Regions from separate parts of the Triticum aestivum genome. Here region 1 is linked to region 2. Evidence: chromatin contacts called from public Hi-C data. All regions are on one chromosome and are shown on one strand. Each heading gives the region's core, a stretch centred on a gene start, on an enhancer-like site or on the middle of the called end of the contact. The rest is flanking DNA. Distances are from core to core; before and after follow the strand shown. Region 1 holds the start of LOC123079843 (protein ABHD11). Region 2 has its middle 49 kb from the start of LOC123075016.

Region 1 (4,214 bases), core at 999-3,498, 390 kb before region 2:
TTGTGTATAATTTAAAATGTTTATTGTGTATTAAGAAAATATTCAATGGATATTACAAAATTTTCAGTGCAAAATATTTGCAAAATGTTCAAAAGCAGTTCGGTACATAATGTTTCGCGCTGTGAATCTATCTGTTGAACTCACTAGGTCGCGTGTTTGAGATGCTCCCGCATAACTTTTCAGATTTTTTTCGCGCCTGCTATTCAGTAGCTCCAGGCCGGTTTTTTATACTGCAAAATAATTTGCGCATTCAAAAAAATATTTATGGGATTTGGAAACAATGTAGAAACAATATGTCCTGGCGGTTTGTTTTTCAAAATTGATTATTTTTTCAAAACAAATGAACTTTTCTGTAATTCATGAGCTTTTCCCAAAATGTTTAAAAATATTAAAAACAAATTGCTACAGTAACCTTTTACATGTGTGATAAATTACGCGACTACAAATGTACTTATAACTTTCGCCTTGCTATTTACCAGTAGCGCACAGTAGGTCAGGTGGTTATTCATACTAGTAGTTCGATGCTCTCATGGCGCGAGTTCGATCCACCCTCTGAACTTTTCTTGAGGTGTTTTTTTTTTGCTTTTTTGGCGCGAGTACCAGGAACCGGCCCAGTGAAAGTTACGAGGTCCCAGGGTGTGCACGATCATCGCTCCGAACTTTTTTTTGAAGCAAAAGTTATTTCAAAACAAAAATGGCTCAGCGAAAGTTACGAGCTCCCCAGGGTGTGCGCCTTTTGGAATTGTTGTTATTGAACGAAAGAATAATTTAGCGGGCCGGCCCACCAGACGAATCCCGGTTCAAATGATGTCAGGGTTCGATTTAGACCGGGATTGCATAGTTTAATGTGCAATCGACCAGGATTTTGACTTGGGGGTCCATTTCGTCTAACCTCTACAAGTTCAAGGTTTAAAATGGACTTTTTCCAAAAAAATTATGATTGGAAACACGACCAATCTCTCACTAAATTTTGTTATAAACACAAGGTTCATTTTTTATTTTGTTCTTGATGAAGTGAAATCCTTTGGCCGCCTCATCAAAACAAATGTTCCAACTCTGAGATGCTTGCTTTAATCCATAAATGAATTTCTAAAGCATGCATACCTTAGAGCAACTCTAGCAGAGTCTCCGTATCTGAGATCGCCATCCGCCATATGAAATGCGTTCCATGCGAATATGGAGGCTGTCGAGGTGACGCGGAAACACAAAGCCGCCATATCTCAACCTCCATAATTTGTTTTACTGTTTTTTCATTCAAACACTTAGATTCCCTCCAAAAGTAAATGTTTGGCACACCAAGCAATCATGAATATAATTTTTGACAATTTGCACAAACAAAAGCATTAACCAGTGACATGCACAAATCACATGTCGCCGTTGTGTGCACCGTCCACTCCGCTGATGTCTGCGCCATTCTTTCCTCCTTCGGCGTGTGTATTTTGTCCTTGTTCGAGGTTCCTAAAACGTATGGTGATATCCCATGGACTCGCCCAAAATTCCCCAGCCATTGGATCCATCGTGATGAACTGATTCTGGGTGTTCAGGCGGCCATCTCTTGCCCGATCAGCCTTCATGTGGAGCCTACGCAACTCCACCTCCGCCTTAATTTAGAGCATCTTCTCCTCAATGTCTAGTTGATTCCGTTTGCTCTCTTGCATAGCCCCTATATCGCCTTCTTCTCTTCATTCTTCTTCTCCTCCATCTCTAACTTTTATTGCCTCCTCTTCTCAGTATACTCGTTTCTTGCCCTCTTCAACTCATCGGTATTGTTATTCATCGCCTCCACCTCTCCTTCTTTTTCATCTTCCTTCCATTGGGCCGACCCGTGCTACAATGGCGGTGCTACAACAAAGCCAAAGGGCCCTGGCCCCGCCCAACTATGAGATTTTCTTTAAGGCAACTCTCCGCCAATAGCTATTTCTATCAGCCGGCCCACCCACCCAGCTATTTGGGCCAAGTTCTGCCACTACCGTGCTAGTCGATGAAATGATACTCCTAGACACATCGACTGTGCGGTTGTCCATCTCTGAAAATGGAATTGAAATAAAAGATGTGCGGTTGTCCATCTTTTTAGTTTCTTCATAGATATTGGAGGACTATCCTAATTCCTCGTTAGGTTTAATAAATTAGCCAACTCAGTACGTACATCAAGACAGTTTGGCCGAGTGGTCTAAGGCGCCAGATTTAGGCTCTGGTCCGGAAGGGCGTGGGTTCAAATCCCACAGCTGTCATATTTTTTTTTTCCTGTTTTCAGCTCATCTTTATTTTTTTCTGTTCGTTCTGTGCTCTTCGGCTCGGCAGCCATTACCCCATCGCCGCGTCGCCTGGCGAGAACTCCCGCGGAGCGATCGGCCATGGCGGCGTCCCTCCGAGCGTCCTCCTCCTCCCTCCGCTCGCGCCTCCTCTCCTCCCCCGCCTCCTGGTCTCCCTGGCGCCTGCTCCTCTCCTCCTCCGTCCACTCGGACGCCGCCCACCAGACCGAAACCCTCGCCTTCCACGAGATCCAGCTCTCCCCGGAGAAGCCGCCTACCGCCACCGCCTTCGTCCTCCACGGCCTCCTGGGCTCCGGCCGCAACTGGCGCACCTTCTCCCGCACCCTCGCCTCCCAGCTCCGCGACCGCTCCCCCGCCGACGGTAACTGCCGCAGAATACCCCCTTTATTAAATGCGTATATCTGTTTAACAGTTAGCACTGCTACTGATCGTTGTGGTATCCATTGAACGTTGGAGAATCGTCAATGTGCTCGGCATTTTACATAGCTCAGCGCTTGCTTACAGTCACAGGCCGGGAGTTTGTTTAGAGACCTGAATTTTGTGATTTGTATGCGTGTGTGTTTGTGTTTGTAGAGTGGAAGATGGTTCTTGTGGATTTGAGGAACCATGGGAGCTCAGCCAGGATCAAAGGGCTGAGCCCGCCCCATGATATGTCGAGTGCGGCCAAAGATCTTGCTGATTTGGTGAAGGCTCGGGGCTGGACATGGCCAGATGTCGTCGTGGGTCACTCCATGGGTGGAAAGGTTGCACTGGATTTCGCGGAGAGTTGCTCCCGTGGCGATTACGGAGAATCTGCTGCTCTTCCCAAACAGGTTCAGTGAGTTATTTTTAGCTTCCACGTGATTGGTTCTAACATATTAGTTCTTCTGTTTGCCAATTGTTTTATTATTGTTCTTGTGCATAAATTGTCTGATTTTGCAACTTACAGTAGGTGCAGTTTATACTTATTTACATAGTCATGCAGTGTTGATCTAGAAAATCCTACTGTTACATATGAAAAAGGTGACACGAAGGAAACAAGAATCATGTAGTTCACTATGTGTAACAAAGTAAAGTATGCTTTGAGATGTGTAAGAGATCCTAATGTAGCATCCCAGTACAACCTCCGGAGAATTTGTTGTGATTCTGTTGTGAGAATGACAATTTATTGCCTTTTGTACTTGGTAGTTGATTTCTTGGCATCATCTTTATCCCCTGATTATTTTGATTGGTCACGCTTACTGAACATTACTGGGTCAAGGGGATAAAGAATGTGTATCCCTGTCTCATTTATTTCCTTTGATGCAGAACAGCTCTGGGTGCTTGATTCTGTCCCTGGAGAAGTACAAATAGATAACAGTGACGGTGAAGTTGAACGGGTTTTGCAAACACTAGCAAGTCTTCCTTCATCGCTTCCATCGCGCAAGTAATTCTTTTACATTCCCTCGATAAGATATATTTCTCTCCTTCCTAATCCATCTGAAATATTAATTTAAAGTGTACTATTCAATCTGCTCATTTTATCGAATAGTGGGCATCAGCAAACAAATCTAGTGCGTACATCACTTGACCAAACATTAATGTAGCGACCCATCACACAGAAAAGGTTCATGTGCAAACAGTGTGGTGTATGAGTACATGGCACAAAGGCTGATAACAACGCCGAAAGATGGAATGACAGAACAAGAAATGACAATTCGTTATATTGATAATTCTAGTCAGTATGTATTCCAAAACCAGTACATGTTAAATTCTAGGCTATAGTGTGTGTAACCATGTGCCGGAAGGGTGTACATGGAATCAAAATTTTGCTAGATGCTCAGAGCACTAAAATAACCTTAAACACACCGTGCATTTCAAATGTCAACTGGCTTGGTTACTTTGATGCTCAGGGCGAGTAATTTTTAGTATCCAGACATCCAATATTTGTCCGGGCGAGTAGGAAGCATAGTCCTCTTATTG
Region 2 (4,077 bases), core at 1,427-3,926:
GATCGATCAGAAAGGATAACTTTGAGGTGGTTTCGTACCCTACAATAATCTCTTCGTTTGTTCTCTGCTATTAGTGACTTTGGAGTGACTCTTTATTGCATGTTGAGGGATAGTTATATGATCCAATTATGTTATTATTGTTGAGAGAACTTGCACTTTGCACTAATGAAAGTATGAACCCTAGGCCTTGTTTCCTAGCATTGCAATACCGTTTGTGCTCACTTTTATCATTAGTTACCTTGCTGTTTTTATATTTTCATATTACAAAAACCTATATCTATCATCCATATTGCACTTGTATCACCATCTCTTCGCCGAACTAGTGCACCTATACAATTTACCATTGTATTGGGTGTGTTTGGGACACAAGAGACTCTTTGTTATTTGGTTGCAGGGTTGTTTGAGAGAGACCATCTTCATCCTACGCCTCCTACGGATTGATAAACCTTAGGTCATCCACTTGAGGGAAATTTGCTACTGTCCTACAAATCTCTGCACTTGGAGGCCCAACAACGTCTACAAGAAGAAGGTTGCGTAGTAGACATCAGGACTGCCGTTGGAGATGCCCTTATATTAACCAAAGAACAAAGTAATGCTTCCGCTGCCTACTGCTACCACAGGCTATCAGAGCATCTCCAGCCGCACCCCAACAAGCCCCCCCCAGGCGATTTTTCGGCCGCCAGCGCCGAAATATCGGCCCAGTCGCGCCCCCAAAGGCCCATTTTTCGCCGGCTCGAGCCGAAATTGGCGCCGGCGGACCCAGGCCGAACCCGGCGCGCTCGGGGCGCCAGCCGAATCGTTTTTGGCGCGAAAATCCGCGGGCCCTCCTTGGCAGCGACTCGGCTCTTCTCGCCGCTTCGTCGTCTTCATCGCCTTGGTTCCCGCGGCGAATCAATGCCAAAGCTGCCGCGCGCTGCCGCGCCGGTCAGCCTCCTCCATTGATGCCTCACGCGCAGCGCAGTGAAGACCGGACGACACGCGTCCCTCGCCCGCCACGCGTACACACGGCGGCCACGCGTACGCGCGGCGCCTCCGCTTATATAAGCCGCCCCCAGCGCGCCGGTGACGCACAGACTCTCCACCGCCGACGCCCCGTTCCTCCCTCTCCTCTCGCCATCTCCAGTTCAACCATGGCCGAGCGCTTCCCAGGCGACGACGAACGGCTTCGGCCGCCGCCTCCTTCACGAGGACGAAGCTCGGCTCCTCTATGAGGCCGAGTACCCGGTCCCGCCGGACATGCGGGTGCCCGGGGCGTGGAGGATCAGCGTCGGCGGGGTCCCGGTGCCACCACCGCCCACCGGGGCGGCGCGGCGTGCGGAGATCGCGCGTATCCGCGCCTCTCTGCCGCAGGCGGCGAGGGAAGGCCCACGGTACGTCCCCGATAGCTCACTGTGGGAGCCCTACTTCCGTCGCCGCCACGCCGAGCAGCTCGAGGCCACCAACGGCGTTGTGCCCTCCGGGAGGCTCAACTCCGAAGGTCGCCGCCGATGGTGGGGCGTGCCCGGCGCACGCTGGAGGCCGTCCTCGAGTACATCGAGGGCGGCAACACGCCCAGGCTGGAGTACCCCGCTCCCCCATCCTTCTCCCACCGGCGTGGGAGCTCGTGGACGCGAGGCGCATGGACCCGGGGGCGTCCTCCTCCTCGTCCGGCCGCTCATCCGACTCTCCCTGCCTCCGCCCCGTCAAGCCGGAGCCCCAGGACACGTCGGTCAGCCACCGCACCCGCAGCTCCGGCGTCCGCATCGCCGACTCCTCCCCCACTTCCGGCCGCCTCGTCCTCGTCAGGCCGAAGGCGGAGCCCGGCCTCCCCGCGGAGTACGAGGCCATAGTCCGGCACGGCTTCTCCGACGAGGAGGCCCTAAAGTGGGCGCGGGACGACTACCTCCGCGACGAGATGGCCCGGCAGCGCCGAGCCCTGGAGGACATAGCCGCCCGCAAGCGTGGGCGCGAGGACGAGAACGGCGTGGTGATCCTCGACAGCGACAAGGACGAGGACGCCCCCGGACCGTCCAACCCGCCACGCCAACCTGGGAAGGGGTGCAGCAAGGACAGCGTCCGCGGAGGAGGCGACGACGACGGCGGCGGCGGTGGCGGCGACTACACGCAGTTCTACAGGCTCCTCGGCATGTAGAGCTTCAAGGGCGGCGGGCGGCGAGGAGCGGCGAGGGCGACGGCGGGCCTAGTAGCGTTTTTTTTTTCTTTTTTTTAAAATATTTTAACTATGTATGAACTCGCCAAAGTTTGGTTGAATTTGCGCCTAGTTTGTGCCGGATTTTAGTTTTCAAAAAATCATGGGCGCCGCGACTGGGGGGCATCACGCTCCCAGCACGCGGTTTGCGCCGGTGCACCTTCAGAGGGCGATTTTTAGCGCCTCTTCGGGGGCCAACGGCTGGAGATGCTCTCAGACCAAAGGCTAGCAGTGGGTGTTAGCCCGGCTGATTGATTTTAAACAACCATTATCCCGAAAATAAAATCTGAACAACGATGGCCGATTTATGATCAGGCATGATGGCCTAACACAAAACGTCAAAAGCGTCAAACACGCACCTGGGAAAAAAAAAAAGCGTCAAACATGCGTGTCGCTCTGACGATGGCCAGCGACCCGACGAGTCCAGCGACCCCAGTGACATTTGGCCACCGCCACGGCGCCCGGCAGATTTCGTCGACCCGGTCTTTCGCCGCTCGCCCACCCACACCCAGGCCACGCATCCCACATGCCACATGCCTCCCGCAGCGGTGCGTTCCCCAGGAGGGACGGCCTCCCAACGTGCGCTTCTCGTGGGCACTGACACGGAGTAGAAACCAAATGCCGCAGTTAAATCGCGCCTAACTGCTGCCAGTTGCTTGACCGCCGTGCCTCATCGAGCTGGGGCCCGTGACTCCGTTCGCCCATGTAAAGTTTTAAACCACACGGGAATGGCAGTCCGGCCGGCCGATTGCCGGCGGCACGGCGCGAGGATGAAAACAGGAAGACGCATGTTCTTATCCACACCATATGCGTCAGTGATCAGGGTCTCTCTGACTTCGTTTGGAACACAACAGCGTTTCATTAAAATTAAATCTAGCTTAAGAGGTGCATCGCCACGCCGTTCGCCGTTCTTCGCTAGGATTATCTTCGGTCGGTTGTTTCGTTCTGGTTTTATCTGCGTTAGTTCGAGTTTAGTTATGTTCTGATGATGTTTTTTGTTAGTGTATGAATGATGGGGTGCTGATTTTTTTCCCGATAAAGAGTGAATTTTATTAACTCAAAATAAAGCATCAAGTGTATACAAACACAATAAGCACACACCCGGTTTCTTCATAGTTAGGATGTACACAGGCAACACCAATGCACACATATAAAAACACGCTGACAAATAGCAAAGCCATATAAAACCAAAGCTATGCCTAAGTGAGAGAAAAAATCCCAAAGCGATCAAATCTATTGTCGACAAACTACAACTATGACCATATCCGCACCAATTATCTCATGACACCACAAGGGCAACGAGATTCTTCAACGGTAACGCCTTCAGGAAGGGAGCGACACTTAAGCACCGTCGTCACTCGTTCCAACCATCAGAAGTTAGATTCTAGATTTTCATCCTAAAAAATCATTCTGAGCAATGCCTTCAACAAAGCAACGATGCAAAAACATCATCACTACCAGGTATAACCAACTCAGGTCAAACCTAGGTTTTCACCCCCGGAGTTCGTCGAAGTCAAATCATTTGTTTTCTTCACCACTTTTCGCGACCCCAGCAGCTGGCCTAGAAAACCGACCGTCGTCGCCACACAACCATACCCTATGCGTCAAGGCATCGTCTATAGATTACCTCTCACCGCCGAATGCAACCACCGGATCTAGAGAGAGAATCCCTCACAAAGACCTTTCGATGGCCACCGAAATCCGCAGCGAGGCCGCCGCCGCAGGCCGGAGTGGTCGTCCATTGCTGCCATAGCAGTCGAAGATGGAGAAGCCGAATCTGGCAAAAACCGATCCCAACAGCCATCCGCAACGATGCAGCCACTGCAGCACAAGCTGGAGCGTCCGAGCTCCACGACACCGTTGTAGTGCCAATGGCAGCCGATGCCCCT

The links. Hi-C and Micro-C count contacts between places; a contact is called where the count stands out from the background.
Region 1: a contact with region 2 is called in a Hi-C map of leaf, with 5 times the contacts expected there. The contact joins the promoter of LOC123079843 here to the enhancer-like site in region 2. A contact is called at or near these places in 2 of 5 Hi-C or Micro-C datasets (both in leaf).

What each region holds. Positions count from the first base shown.
Region 1 is chr3D:482,254,312-482,258,525 of IWGSC CS RefSeq v2.1, reverse strand. It overlaps LOC123079843 (protein ABHD11), which reads left to right and starts at 2,248. Exons shown (of 5, transcript XM_044502665.1): 1 at 2,248-2,634; 2 at 2,847-3,085; 3 at 3,566-3,678. The coding sequence starts at 2,355. TRNAL-UAG (transfer RNA leucine (anticodon UAG)) reads left to right here and starts at 2,152; the gene lies at 2,152-2,231.
Region 2 is chr3D:481,863,235-481,867,311 of IWGSC CS RefSeq v2.1, reverse strand. No RefSeq gene overlaps it. Among protein-coding and RNA genes, the nearest start is that of LOC123075016, 49 kb to the right of the region's middle. Within about 2 kb of position 2,676, at least 2 of the 8 cell types and tissues checked have an H3K27ac peak or open chromatin away from gene starts, as enhancers often do. A contact at or near this core is called in leaf, where this site is marked.